Linked DNA regions of Xenopus laevis: region 2 is linked to region 1. The links are chromatin contacts, called in public Hi-C maps. All regions are on one chromosome and are shown on one strand. Each heading gives the region's core, a stretch centred on a gene start, on an enhancer-like site or on the middle of the called end of the contact. The rest is flanking DNA. Distances are from core to core; before and after follow the strand shown. Region 1 holds the start of csnk1a1.L (casein kinase 1 alpha 1 L homeolog). Region 2 has its middle 56 kb from the start of csnk1a1.L.

Evidence for each region. Hi-C and Micro-C count contacts between places; a contact is called where the count stands out from the background.
Region 2: a contact with region 1 is called in a Hi-C map of the XL177 cell line, with 4 times the contacts expected there. The contact joins the enhancer-like site here to the promoter of csnk1a1.L in region 1. A contact is called at or near these places in 3 of 4 Hi-C or Micro-C datasets (the XL177 cell line, the XTC cell line and animal cap).

The regions. Positions count from the first base shown.
Region 1 is chr3L:47,905,326-47,913,010 of Xenopus_laevis_v10.1, forward strand. csnk1a1.L (casein kinase 1 alpha 1 L homeolog) reads left to right here and starts at 3,186. Exons shown (of 10, transcript NM_001086464.1): 1 at 3,186-3,688. The coding sequence starts at 3,566.
Region 2 is chr3L:47,960,948-47,968,632 of Xenopus_laevis_v10.1, forward strand. No RefSeq gene overlaps it. Among protein-coding and RNA genes, the nearest start is that of csnk1a1.L, 56 kb to the left of the region's middle. Within about 2 kb of position 5,069, at least 1 of the 7 cell types and tissues checked has an H3K27ac peak or open chromatin away from gene starts, as enhancers often do.

The DNA of each region.
Region 1 (7,685 bases), core at 1,936-4,435:
CCCAAAAATATTCAAGTCTTTGTTACAAGCAAAGAACAGTCAAGAATGTTACTTTTAAACTGTGAGATCAGTAAGTAACACTAGATGGCAGTGTTGGACATGATTTAATCAGAACAATGCTTTTCAGGGCTAGTTTGTAAATTCGTCCACATCTTGAAGAGCTTGTGCTTCAGTCTCCTAACAACTACTCTTTCAGACTATTCGTGAAGTAAACGTTTTTGCTGAATAAGCAACTCTATTACAAAATAAGATGAAAAGATAACACAAAGGAAAACTGGCCAGGCAGGGTAAGATGCCCTGAACAGGGGTCAATAACAGATGGTCAGTTGGAGTTTACGGAAACACAAGCTGATACTATGGCCTGTAGCTTGGGGAAAGTAGCATGCTAACACTGCAAAAGCTTATCCCATGTTTTTAAAGACAAACTGATAAACCTGTGTTTTTAGGCTGATGTTACTGCACATTTTCTCATTCTGCTCATAGGTTTGACATGACAGGTGGCAACCCTATGGGGAAGTCATGCTTGCCCTGCAAAAGATATCAGGCATGTCAACTTGGGTTTTGAGGTTTCGGTTTATACCGATAAAATATATATAGCACGACACTTGCAAGACAAGAAAGCCAGTGTTTAGTGGGGAGGGTGGTGGGATTGGAAGTAAAGCTCTCTCAAAGTACCAGGCTGGTCACTTAGTAATCATCCTTAGCTGAGATGCTAAAAAAAAACCCACCATGGAACAGGGAGGGCAGGACCAAAAGCTCAGCTGTCAGAAAGTACCAGGCTGGTCACTGACTCATGAGCTAAGACTCAGAGACAAAAAGTGAAGGAGGATATAGCTAAAGCAGGTGCTGCCCTGCTAATTGTACAGAGTGGTACTGAGCTACAGACATTTGTGAAGACTCTGCCTGAGCTGTCATGTAGATGTTGAAACAAAAACAATAAAACCCACAGGTTGCTGCAGCCATTTGGAGGTTTGGCGACCTCAGGCCTAAATTTGGAATATAACTCTTGACCTTTTCTCTAGCTAGGGTTGCCAACTTTTCTGGAAAACAAATACCGGCCTTCCTATATCCTTGCCATTTTTACTGTTAATAACATTGGCATCAAGTATCATTTTAATGGCCAGGCCAGCAAAATACCGCCAGGTGGCAAGCCTATCTCTAGCCAATAGCTCCAACGGATTTTCAAACTATCTGTTTCCAGCATTATGACAAGCCCCATGAGTTTAACTAAAAAAACATAGCACAGGATTCTCTTAACTTTAAAATCAGATGCACCTAAAATATCTGTATAGAGAAGTGTTCATGATAAGGCACTCTCGTATTTTTCTGTGATTTTTCCAGCCTACCAGGCAAGCAGCAGGTGCAACTGTTAAAGGGATACTGTCATGGAAATACATGTTTTTCTCCAAAACACATCCAGTAGAATTCTGCGCTGAAATCCATTTCTCAAAAGAGCAAACCGATTTTTTTATATTCAATTTTGAAATCTAACATGGGGCTAGACATTTTGTCCGTTTCCCAGCTGCCCCAGTCATGTGACATGTGCCTGCACTTTAGGATGGAATTACTTTCTGGCAGGCTGTTATTTCTCCTACTTAATGTAACTGAATCAGTCTCAGTGGGACTTGGCTTTTACTATTAAGTGCTGTTAGATCTTCGAGGGAGCTGTTATCTTGTCTTAAGCTGGACATAGACGCAAAGATCTGATCGTACGAATCGAGGATTCGTACAATTTTCGGAATGTGTGTGGAGAGTCCCGACATTTTTCGTCCGGGGGAGATCGGTCGTTTGGTCGATCGGACAGGTTAGGTTAGAAAATTTCTGTCGGCTGCCGATAATATCTCTGCGTGTATTGCCGATCGTACGATTTTCAGTGGGAGACTGTCACCAGCTTTGGTTGGACATAGATATCGTACGATTGCTGTCAGGGGCAGAACATTGCTGATCTGTTCTTTTACTAATCTGACTGGTAAGACTTTGATCTGAATGGTTAGTGGCGGGTCGGGAGATGGGAAAGTCCGATCGTACGATGATTCGTCGTACGATCGGATCTTTGCATCTATGGCCAGCTTTAGGGAGCTGCTATCTCGTTACCTTCCCATTGTTCTGTTGTTAGGCTGCTGGGGGGGGGGGGGGAAGGGGTGATATCACTCCAACTTGCAGTACAGCAGTAAAGAGTGATTGAAGTTTATCAGAGCAAAAAAGTCACATGACTGGAGGCAGCTGGGAAATTGACAATATGTCTAGCCCCATGTCAGATTTCGAAATTGAATATGACAAAATCTGTTTGCTCTTTTGAAAAATGGAAACCAGAAAATACCAAATCTTTCTTTTTCTCTGAGGACCAGCTTACTGCTGGCTCATTTGCTATTTCCGGGTTTCCATTTTATAACTTTTTTTGGAAAAAAAAAACCCATAGTTTTTTAGGTATCTCTTTCTCATTTATGTATTGGTATTGTTAATCTTTATTAAGGCCTAATTAATAATAGGTTCCTGCGGCCAAGAGTCGCCAGTTTTATTCCCTGGCTTAAAGACAACTGCAGGGACTTGAAGAGCAGAACTGTAGTGACAGTAACAGTGTCGGCACTCTACTCTGTATTCCTAGGAAACATATGTGCCCGGGGCTTGCGTGTGGGCCCGCCCCGTTACCAAGGCAACGGGGAGTGGTAGCGAAACTTCCATAGTCCTAACACTACGTGCCCGGGAGCAAATAAACAGCCACTCCTTCCTTATCCGGGTGGCCATATTGTACCCGGGAAAACAGCCGCCATTTTGATTCTATGCCTCCCAATATAGTAACGTGAAGTGACACGCTGTGCGCTTTATGCTGCCATTTAATCACTGTAGGGCCCTGGTTTTGGTGGGGACTGAGATGGTACCCGCAAGGTCATTAACTCTTAAGGTGCTTGTTATAACTCAGTGCCCTTTAAAATGAATGGAAACAGTTGTCTATATTCTAAAGTGGTTTTTGTAAGGTCGATAGACACTGAAATGCAGCTGCAAATAAACTGCGTCCATAACATCTACATAGCAAGATCCTAATTACAAATTGCCGAAAGGCTTGTGGGTGGGACTGGGACGCTACGTCCTCGAGACGTAATAATTGCTCCGCCCCGCAGGATGCGTCAACCCTAGCCCAGAACCCAGAGTTCAGTGCGCGGGCGGAGGAGGGCATTTTGTGGCAGGAGACACTGCTAGAGGGGGGAGCAGGAAGAAGAGAGCACAAGATGGCGGCTTGAGGAGGAGCAGGAGAGGGGTTGCGGTTGTATTAGAGGGTGGGAAGTCGATAGACGAGTGTGTGAGGGTCGGAAAGCCATCTGGGCTACACATCGCTCCGAGAAAGGGAATTCGGCTCGGCTAAAGAGCGGGGGGTTGTTGAGAGAGAACTGAAACGGGTGCACCCCCCCTACACCGAACAAAGAACCCAAAGTAACGCGGATATTATTGTTCCTGAGCCGAAAGATCTGCTTTTTCCCCCCCTTTCCAGTCTCCCAACTCCTATTTGTTCATCTGTTCTGCTTTTATCTCCGGGGATCTCTCCCCTCCTCATTACCACCCCGGAATCATGGCGAGTAGCAGCGGCTCCAAAGCCGAGTTTATTGTCGGTGGGAAATACAAGCTGGTGCGGAAGATCGGATCTGGCTCTTTTGGAGACATTTACCTGGCGATCAATATCACCAATGGCGAGGTAAAAAAAAAACAAAAAAATCCCCTTGTTTCGTGTTAGTACGCGGCTTCTAGCGCTGCACCGGGGTGGGGCGAACCCGGAGGGCTTTATGTGCAACATATACGCACAGTTCCTGGATGGCGGCGCGGGGGCTTCTGGGAGTTTGAGGCGAGGAACCTAGCGTTCTGCTGAAAACACATGAGCAATAATTGTCTATCGGGGCTTCCGTTTTTACTTGGGCATTCACTTAAATGCACCTCTATTAAAGTTTCAGTAAAACTGTAGTGGCGTCATAGGTCCTACGTCATTGGTGGTGTGTCGTAGAAACTGGTTGATGTGTCGATATTTTTAGACCCCCCCCCCTCTGTCAAGCAACACTGTGGCTGGTCACTTAATCTTATTGGTTGGTGTCAGGCTTGTTCCCCCCTCCTAATATGTAATGTGGGGGCCATTTTGGTAGCTAGAGTCCCCCTACCAGCAGCACAGTTGCCTGTCAGCATGAACCCTTTTTAATTTGCAAGAATAGCGGTGTTTCTTTAATAAGATCCTTTAAAGGGCAAGAAGACACCTTTTTTTTCTCTTTCTATGTAGGTGGTATTTAAATTGGCGTCTGTCATGGCCAAGGGCATAGGTCATTCCCTTTATATTAAGATATGAATAATATAGTGAATAAAGTACCCCCTCTTGTAAAATATAAGGATATTATAAGTCACAAGGAGTTTCATGACCATATAAAAACACGAGGCCGAAGGAACTCCGAGGTAACGGCTAATATCCTCATATTTTGCAACTGGGGGTACTTTATTTATTATAATACACAAATTCAAGTGAGGCATGTGACAGAAATGAGATCAGAACTCGGTTTATAACTGATGACATCAGAACTCACCGTTTATAAGGATATCATTTACAAGATATTCACAGCTTTTGTGTATTATATCATGATACCGCATACAAACACAGGGTATGACACTGTCAGCACTACAGCAACTAAGGAACAATTGTGCCTTGGTTTTTTATAAGGATATAATTTACAAAATATTCATGGCTTTTGTGTATTATATAGTGCAGTGATCCCCAACCAGTAGCTCATGAGCAACATGTTGCTCTCCAACCCCTTGAATGTTGCTCCCAGGGGCCTCAAAGCAGGAGCTTATTTTTGAATTCCGGGCTTGGAGACAAGTTTTGGTTGTATAAAAACCAGGTGCACTGCCAAACAGAGTCTCAGTGTAGGTTGACAATCCTCATAGGGGCTACCAAATGGCCAATCACAGCACTTATTTGGCACCCCAAGAACATTTTTCATGCTTGTGTTGCTCTCCAAATCCTTTTACTTCTGAATGTTGCTCACGGGTTCAAAAGGTTGGGGATCCGTGATATAGGGAATAAAGTACCCCCTCTTGTAAAATATAAGGATATTATAAGTTACCGCGGAGTTCCATGACCATATAAAAACACGTGGCCGAAGGAACTCCGAGGTAACGTCTAATATCCTCATATTTTACAGCTGGGGGTACTTTATTTATTATAATACTCAAATTTCAATGAGTCATGTGACAGAAATGACATCCGAACTCACCGTTTATAACTGATGACATCAGAACTCACCGTTTATAAGGATATCACTTACAAGATATTCACAGCTTTTGTGTATTATATCATGATACCGCATACAAACACAGGGTATGACACTGTCAGCACTACAGCAACTAAGGAACAATTGTGCCTTGGTTTTTACACTGAGTATTTGAGCAGAGTATTTTTTTACTATGGTTTTCAACCACAATATTGATAATCATGGCCCTCTTATCAGGGGTACTTTATTCTAGGTGTCCACCCTCTGTGTTTGCACCTTTGTACATTAACAACATTTTCTCATGACACCTAAAAAGTTAAAAAAAAAAAAAAAAAAAAAAAAAGCAATGGCCTTGTTTTCCTCCACCGCTTTGCTTCATATTCTTATCAACCTTAGATCACGTAATAACCAATACAGGGAAGTTGTATCTTGAACATGATCCCACTTAAATATTTGAGTTAAAATCACACCCCAGTGTCATGTTGATCAGCGACTTGTGGAAAGATCTGTTGCAGAGTGTCATTGATATTAAAGGGGAAATTCACCCTCTGTACATTACTTTGGTGTTTGGATTGAATATTCACTATAAAACTATTTTGGGTTTTTTTTGTAAATGAATTGCTGAATTTCCCCTATTCTTTTGATAATTTATTATTTAGAAACGTATGTATAAGACAATGTTCAGTTTCTCTGTTGTGGTTTTTCCCTGCAGCTCTCCACTGACACATTTAATCAGATATTAGGCTGCTGTACTTACCCCGGCCACTAGTGATTTTTTTTAAACTGTTTTTTATTGGATTTTCAAGGTGCATACATTTAGACTTATCCATATTTTTATTAAAGTATTAAAACAAGTGCTGCCCTTTATATTACAGTACACAGTGACATTTTATTGTCAAACATACATATAAATATCTGAATTGATGGTCCCAGTGTTGGTTTGTGATCCTTAGCGATAGAGATATGTTTACCTTAATATATTCATTGTTTCTTTCTTTGTTATACACTGTAAAATTGCCAGGTAACCTATTGTTAAATAAACTATAAACCGTTAAGTAACTAGGTGTTTACCCGAGAATACCTGGTCTGACTTTCTAGTATATTTCCAAAACTTCATTTCAACTTACTTTATGGTGCCACTCGTCCTTTAGCCCTGAGTATGTTCGTTTTGTTGTCTTAAATTTGTCCAGCAATACTTGGCCACTAGCCATTTACCCCGGCCACTAGCGTTTTAAAGGTGTTGTTCACCTTCCAGCATTTTTTTTTTGTTTAGCAGGTTTCGGATAGTTCACCAGAAATTAACACAGGTATGGGATCCATAATCCGGAAGCACGTTATCCGGAAAGTTCCGAATTACGGAAAGGCAGACTCCCATAGACTCCATTATAATAAAAAAATTCATATTTTTAAAAAACTAATTTCTTTTTCTCTATAGTAATACAAAAAGTAGCTTGTACTTGATCTAAACTAAGTTATAATTAATCCTTATTGGAAGCAAAACCAGCCTATTGGGTTTATTTAATGTTTACATGATTTTCTAGTAGTCTTAAGGTGTGAAGATCCAAATTACAGAAAGACCCATTATCCGGAAAGCCCCAGGCCCCGAGCATTCTGGATAATAGGTCCAATACCTGTACTTTTTCCAATTACTTTCCATTTTCTATGTTTTTCTAATATTGAAGTGTAAATTTTCATTTTTCACCTTCTAAAGCTGCTCTGGGACGGCTGGTCGCCAACCCTGTAAGCTGTTCTAAATTGATACATTTAGTTGGCCTTGCTGTGCAGGGACTTACAAACTACAACGTGTTCCCTATGACAGTCTGTGATTGACCAGTTTTCCCTTTTAAATTAGTCCTAAAAAACTTTTTAATGAAAATGTTTACACTATCCCTTAAAGGGGACCCGTCACCCAGACATAAAAAGCACTTTTCAAATTAAACCTGAAACTCAGATCCTTTTTAATTAAAATATCCATAACTGTTATAAACTTATTTAAAGATCTCGGCTGTCGATCACATGTTGCTTGCCCCTCCTCTATGCCTTAGGTATAGAGGTGGACCAGGCAAGTATTTTCACTTTCCATTCTGGACTTCCTTGATGTCACTGTCCTCCCTCACATTCCCCCTCCCACCCCACCATCTAATTTAGTAGGCAGTGCCCTCTTCCAGTGCATAAACAAGATTTTGGCATGATGCAAAATCTCCCTTAGTAACTGTGTCCACAAAATGGTGCTCCTTGATTATACCGTAATTGTAATTTCCAAGGCTTTCAGAAACAAAATTGAAATGATTTATAAAGTGTAAGCAAAGTTTATTTTGACTGACTGACATTATAAAAGAGGATTTGGAATTATTTCTTAGCTTGGCCGGCCCCCTTAAATAGTATTATCATCCAAAATCAGGCAGGTGAGCAGTTTCAGCCATGTGCTTTAACAGATATAAA
Region 2 (7,685 bases), core at 3,819-6,318, 58 kb after region 1:
ACAGTATACCCTCAATTGATATATTTGTTCTATACTGAACATTATTAGAAATGATTCGTTTTTGAATTCTTTGTTTAGCATCTCTCCAGTTTGGGAATTCAGCAGCTATCCCTTTACCTTCGCAATCAGGAAGTGGTTTGAATGAAAGACTGGAATATCAATAGGAGAGGGCCTGAATATAAGTAGTAAAAAGTAACAATATCAGTAAAATGTTGATCACAGAGAGCAATAGTCAATGGCTGTCAGGGTCAGTGACCCCCATTGGAAATTTGGAGAGGCAAAAGGCAAATAATTAAAAAAAAAACTATAGGAAGTAAAAAATTAAGCCCAATTGAAAAGCTGCTAAAAAAAAACAGGCCATTCTATAGCATGCTAAACATTAACTTAAAGGCGAACTACCCTTTTAAAAAGTAATGTTTTCCTTGTGTTGCTTGGATAAGTCAGTTAGTTTCCTAGTGCCGCACTATACTTATTTAGGAATTGTTATCCAGAAAGCTCCAAATTTCTGAAAGGTTGTCTCCCATAGACTCCATTTTATCCAGATAATCCAATCATTTTTAAAAATGATTTCCTCTGTAATAATAAAACCTTTGGTACCTTGTACTTGATCCCAACTAAGATATAATTAATCCTTATTGGAAGCAAAACCAGCCTATTGGGTTTATTTAACATTTACATGCTTTTTTAGTAGACTTAAGGTATGAAGATACAAATTACAGAAAAATCCCTTATCCGGAAAACCCCAGGTCCTAAGCATTCTGGATAACAGGTCCCATACCTGTAATTACAGGTGCAGAGTATGTTCTAGGCCTAATAATCCAGGCCCAATAATCCATGGCAGCCAATCAGAAATCTCTTCAGTAGACTCCAAACAAACGTTTCGCTTGTTCTTACTCTGCCCCATATGGGGACTCAAGACAAAGCAGTGATTACTATGCAGTGAAAGTAAAACCAATCTTTATGGTGATTAATGTGATACAGGTGTATGGACAGAGCCTGATAAGGATAATGGCACATGGTGTGCTTGTTTTTTACAATGCTGGAGCCTGGGTTGAGGATTATCACTGTGTGCCATAAATTAAAGAACTACCCAGACGTTTGCTCACAAATAATTGCTTTAATATGTTGTTATGACTAACAAATCTGCAATTGCTTACGTAGGCCCAAGCAATTTTAAGTTACTTTTGTTACTTGCTCTTCATTTGATCTTTGTGATTCTAAGCATTTTATACATGGACCATCTATTCTATTACAGAAAGATGAGTGTATCTAGGATACTTTCCATGGTAGAGCTGTATCTGTCTTTTCTAGCATAAAATGGACATAATAGGGCCCTTTTATTAACATTTGCGTTAAAATAGACACAATTGTTGCACAAACTGACACTCATAATTAAAGCTACTTGAGATGAAACTTATCCCATCCAATGAAACATATTTTGACTTTAGCTCTGTCATCTCGATAGAATTACTCTAACCTAAGATATTCTTCCTTGTCAGGGTTACTTTAAGCTCAATATTGCTTACCAGGCCGGCCTCCATCTGATTCAGGCTGACTAGAGAATATATTCTATGCATGGCTGCAATATTATCTGCTAGGAACTTATATAGTAGGTCCATTCAGTTGTCAGTTAAACATTAATTTTTTATTTTGGTAACAGCAACGTCTTTAATATTTCATAAGGGTCAGTGTCATGTAATGCTTAACCATTGCATATCAGTCACATGATGTGATCAGTGTTAATGATAAAAAAGCAAATCCATTTTGTCTCAATTTGGACCTACAGTTGAAAAATAAATGAATTAAAGGACAAGGAAAGCCCCAGAAATGAGATTTTGCCATGTAGTAGATCACCGTTGCCCCTACTGAAATGCCATACTTGCCTTGCTTGTTTATCTTTAAAATAGCAATTTAGATCAATCCTTTGCTGTTTCCACCATATTAGTAGCAGCCATTTTGCATCCAATAACATCACCATCCAAGCAAGTATACAGGGACTACACATTCTAGCTCCTACTAGTTACTACTAGTTTCACTAGGCCCCCAAAATATTAGTACAGTATTCTTATCAGTGATCTGACACATGCATGGTACATTATAAATTGGAAGATCCCTTAAAGGCCCAGTGCAGCTCCATGGTAGTGCTGGTAAAGAATATTTGCCATTAAAAAGTAGGTTGTTTAAAAAAATATTTATCTTAATTCTAGGGAAGGCTCCCCTATTGCATTTAGGAGGTTTCCTGTTTTTAGGTATTCAGGAATATGAGACATTTGCTTTATGTCTAAGAAGTTAAACCAACACCACCACAATACATATCATTTTGGAAACGACATAGTTTGGGACCTTTCCTAGACCTGTTTTCTGTTGTTTCTTGTTTCTTCTGTTCCTGTCAGACCAGCACATCCACATTTGTATAAGTCATATTTCAAAGAGCTTTGTAAGAGAGAAAACAATGGAATTTAGGGCCAAGGAAAAATGTGACAAATACCCCAGGAATATAACTACTGTATATATTCATTGTCTGATATTGCATTTATAAATAATGCAAATTGAAAAGAATGAACCATAGGGATAGTATGTCACTAATTATACCTACAGCTGCAGAAGCCACCATTAACATGTAGTAACCTGACATGCTTTTTATGGGATACTGTCCCCCCTAGGGGGTAGCCTGAAAATCATAAAAGTTTATATTCATTGTGTTCTGCCACATGCAATCATTTTTGTATGGGGAGCAATATAACTGTGCTTCAGTTTCTGTTCAGTACTGAAGAAAAAACATTAATACATGAAATGGAATATGTCTGGATGAAGCAGACGCAGAAGAGCCCTTGTTAGATAACATTCGCTCTTTCCATTGGGAATCTAAAATGTATAGGCCGAAGGTGACTCAGCCACAGGTTTATTGGAGAACTGCATAGACTAGTTCACTGTCAGCAATTCTGATTATCTGACGTATCACGCAAGGAGACTGCAGCATAGAAACAATGGTGTTTGGTATCTTCTTCTGATAACAGCTTCATATGGAGGCTCTTATTTCCATGTACCAAAACAATCACCTTTCCCACAGAGTATATTCATAATCAGTTGGATTGTGTGAAAAACCCTGTTGACCTAAGCTCTCTGTGTGCAGGTTAGTATAAACCCCCATGCCCTCAGATAGCTGGCACACGGGCTGAAAATGCAGATCAGATTTTTTACATGGATGAACGGAACTCCTGTTTGTTTGACCAGGTGACCGAGGAGATAGCAGTATTTTTGGGCCCTAAGCTCTATGTCACAGATAAATGATTTATTGCTGCAATTACTCCAGGAGCTAATAAGGTGCTCCACGGAAACCAATGGGACATAGTATTAAACAAGCTACAAGTAGCAGTAAATAATTTCCCTGTGTGATGTTTTCTGGTACAAACAGTAGTATCTGGTTAGTCAGGTGTTACCTTCCGTTATGATTACCTTGGACAGAAACCTTAAAAGATCTAATGAGGTGGTATGTGGCATACAAGTCCACAATCTCACATGAGGACTCATTTCCTTTCAGTCTGAAACAATAAAAGTACATTCATATACACTGGAGTCAATGGCAGACTGGATTTTCACTTTTTTATGTGAAGCCTTTAAGCAAGTTGACTTCCAATATACAGAATTGGACAACCACATCAATACATAGCCTACTTTATCAAACGTTGTGTGTCCTTGCTGTGGTTAGTGGCTTAGAACAACATAGTAAAAATTCTTATGTATCCATTGAGTGTGTGACCTTTCCAAAACCCTCTAAAAATGCACACTAGAGGTATGCACTTCCCACACGCCCCACAACAAATGGACTGCTATGTAATCCATTTAATTAAACTAAATTCCTGGCGTCTTGATACTCTTTAAAGTTTGCATTACCAAACAGAAGCACCACATGTTACAGCTATGTTACACAGGTGGTATATACTGCAGAAGAGGCTTATTATAAATTTGCAGCCTAAAGGTTGCCATAGACACACGGATCCTATCGTACGAAACGAGGATTCGTACGATTTTCGGATCGTGTGTGGCGTGTGCCGACATCTTTCGTCCGGCGGAGATCGTCGTTTGGTCGATCGGTCAGGTTTGATTTTGACCCGACTGATCCCGCCGGAGCCCACGGCACATCGTAATCGGATCGTTCGGCCATACAGCCGAACAATCAGATTACCCCCGATATAGCCATGTTTTTTAATGGCATATCAGGGAAAAATCCGCTCATTTGGCGATGTGGCCAAACGAGCGGATCTTTGCATCTATGGCCACCTGAAGGCCAGAATAATCATGCACTTGTCACCATGGGTTCATTTATATTCTTTTATGGCACAACCTTCCCAGACAGATATAGGTCAAGATAAGATGATTAGAAAGCAGAATAAAGCAAAATAAGCAGGTCCATAGTACATTGAACCATAAAAAAGCTACAAAGTGGACTCCATGGCTTTGTCATTGAGGAAAATATATCAATAGGTCTGATGATTTAATGGCCTGTTCCATTTCAGAACATTCTAAGTTTTGTTATGTTTTAGTCCTTCATTGTCGTCACACTGAGCCACTCCTTTTTTTAATCCCTTTGTCTCCATTACTTGCTTACCTACTACTGTACATTACAGAGAAAATAATGCTCTTTTTGAACGCATAGCTCCCTTTCAGCCTATGAATCTGGATCAACTGTATGACAATGAAGCATGTCACAACTCAGATATTCTCCTTCAAGGCTCAATACTCATCACAGGCTTTTCTACGTTTCATCTCCTCTCCAACTGCGCCCATGCCCTCGACTAAACAATTAGTAGTTTTAGCTTCCACGGCAGTTTTATGCTTCAGGCATTTTGTAGATGGAATTTGTCTACCTCTAGAAGCCTCACCTACTTGTTGCTTTTCAAGCGAATCTCCTTTTCTTTTCCAACTGAAAACTTACCTTTGTCCCATTTATGGATTTAACACTTTTTTAAAAAAACTTATAGGTACAGTATAGTAACAAATGCAGAAAACATAGCTAGTCCATCTGAAATTGTCTCATACACAGGCTGCTTTATAGCAAGCAGGGGGACAGGAACTTCTTTGAGATTCAGGGAAATGTAAGTTTCAGTAAAGCAAACTTACCTGCTGCGTGACTCATTCTTTCTCACTAAGGTGCTTTAAAGAGATATTAACACATGCGTCAGTCCCAAATTAACTGGACAGTAGGTGTGATTGATGTCAGGTAGATTAGAGTATGTCTGGCGTAACATGCCATAATCAGACTGGATAAGAATATGGGGTATGCTAACGTATGCCTCTGTCAATTGGTGGCTACTGTACTTTTAAATGGTGATACTTTGGCACCATTCCATCTTCTGCCACTGCTGGCACTACAATAAGGTAGTACAGGTGAAAATTCATACTACGTGGTTAAGGTTAGACTGGCCTGCAAGAGTACAATAGGATCTCTCATTGGGTTCCAGCCTAATGCAAATTTAATTGGTCTTTTTTTATTTCCATCATTGGCAAATCCATGAAGACAATATTACGAGTGTTCAAGCTATAAAGGTAATTATAAGAAGAGGCACATATCCTGTGGGTGGGGTATTCATGTAAGGTTACACCCAAGGCGTGCTCCCTTTCTGGCATGTTAGGACAAAGCAAACACCAAGTAAATGGGATTATTATGAAGGAAGACTGTGTAATTGTGTATTGGGAAACTTGATCTTGCTTTCAACAGGTGGTGGTTATGAAAGTATTAAGATCATCCCAGTTGGCTGGCCTACATTTTTAAGCATACACATTTTAATTTTGAATGAGATGGATAAAATACAGCCTAACAACCACTGTACACACAGTTGTAAATGTGTATTATCCTCTGGTACACAAATGTGTCGGTGTAGGACTGGCCAGACCACTGATAAAATTGAGTTGGCCAGCTTGAATATGGGCAAACAATCCCTGTTTTGTTTAAATGAAGGGGGCATTTTATAGTAGCCTCAATGTCCTTAATATATTGATAATGGGTGCCAGTGGCACTGCACATGCTCAGTGTACTCTAAGTGACAATACACAATTAATTATGGTGCAAAATGCACTTTTTCTAAGAAATGTAAATCTTAATGAATTTACCCCTGTAACATAGCAGAAAAAGATGGGGAGATACTGGGAGCATTGGATCTTTCCAGTCACAGGGGTGTGGTTGCCTTGGGCTGGCACAGTAGCTGAAATATAAGATTTTCAATCCTAATTATTGTTGAGCTTTTGAATTAAAAACAGATTATATTTTGTCCTTGCACCATCTTAGCTTCTGAGCTACTGGTCTCCCACCTGTTACTACCCCTATAAATGCCTTTATTCCACGTTAGGCTGATTGTTTTCTCAGGCTAATCTTTGGCATTACAGACCAACAACTTGGGTTCTTCACTTTGCCACAGTAACTGAGTTTGACTTCTTTATGTACCCCCGGCTCTGTTTACTATTCTTATCCTATAATCCCTACTTTATAGTAGCTCAAAAATCAGAACATGTCCATTTTTACACACAACTTGCTCCATGAGCCAGTTTAGCAGAGAAATGTGTACAACCCCCCCAAAAAATATCTTTTATAATGATAATTTCTCTCAGCTAATGGGGTGCTGCAAAAATAAAGTAAAAAAAATAACATTCATATCTGTCAGTGGCGTGAGTCTCTAATTTCCATTTGCTGACAAGGCAAACATGGGGTCAGATTTTCTGTTGGGCGCATCCTGGTTACAGAGAAAATGCAGATTTAAGCTTGATGTCAACTAGTATACTGCCATACTAACTAGAAATTTAAATAAGGACTATTATAAATATAATTTTTAATGCCATGATACTTAATATTCAGGATTGGGCCATTAAAGTGAGCGGGTTCAGCAGCTCATGGGGGCCCAGTAATTAAGAGGGACAGTAGGGAATTTGTTGGGCTGGTTGACAATAGCTTAATGAAGCTAGCCTGTCATTACTGTCTACCATGGGGCACAAGGTTCCTTCACCCTGCCCCCACTTGGGCTCCCTAACTTCTGTGTCTGAATGATGCAAAATTTAGGTGGCATGATGGGGCAAGCCTACATTCCTCCCCCAGCCCACCAATCATGAATTCAAAGTGTAGGGCTACGTGAGGCAGAAGACTCAATGTGGGCCCATAAGGCTTGTGTAAAGAGCTCAGTAGTTCCCTCAGCATTAGAATAAAGCAGAATTTCCAGTTAAATGTCAGGAAATTCAACTGTTAAAGTTACCAGGGGTGAAAAATGGTGCCTGGGGTAAGGTTCTCACCTTATGGCACTACAGATATATATACTAAAAAAACAAAATTCCTATTTTTGCATAAGAAACACTAGAACATCTTCCAAAACAAAAAAGCTACTGTGTGGGCCCTTAAGACTAAAGATTAGATGTCTAGTTCTGCAGCTCACAGAGATACATCTTCTATTTCTGGGAAAGTGACAGGTGGATGTAAATATATGCCTGCCTCTCGCTTGCACCCATTAGGTTAGGCTATCTCAGATAATGTGCAAGTGCTCTATTCATGGAAAGTGTAAACCATGGAGATTATAGAAGAACGCTAATTAAACTTTTCCCCCTGAGCAGCTGTAAAGGACTGCCACTTGCGAGCAAAGAGGACAAGGGGATGGCAACCCTATTGAATCCTCTGGTGAAGGAACAAGTGATCAAACCCCAAG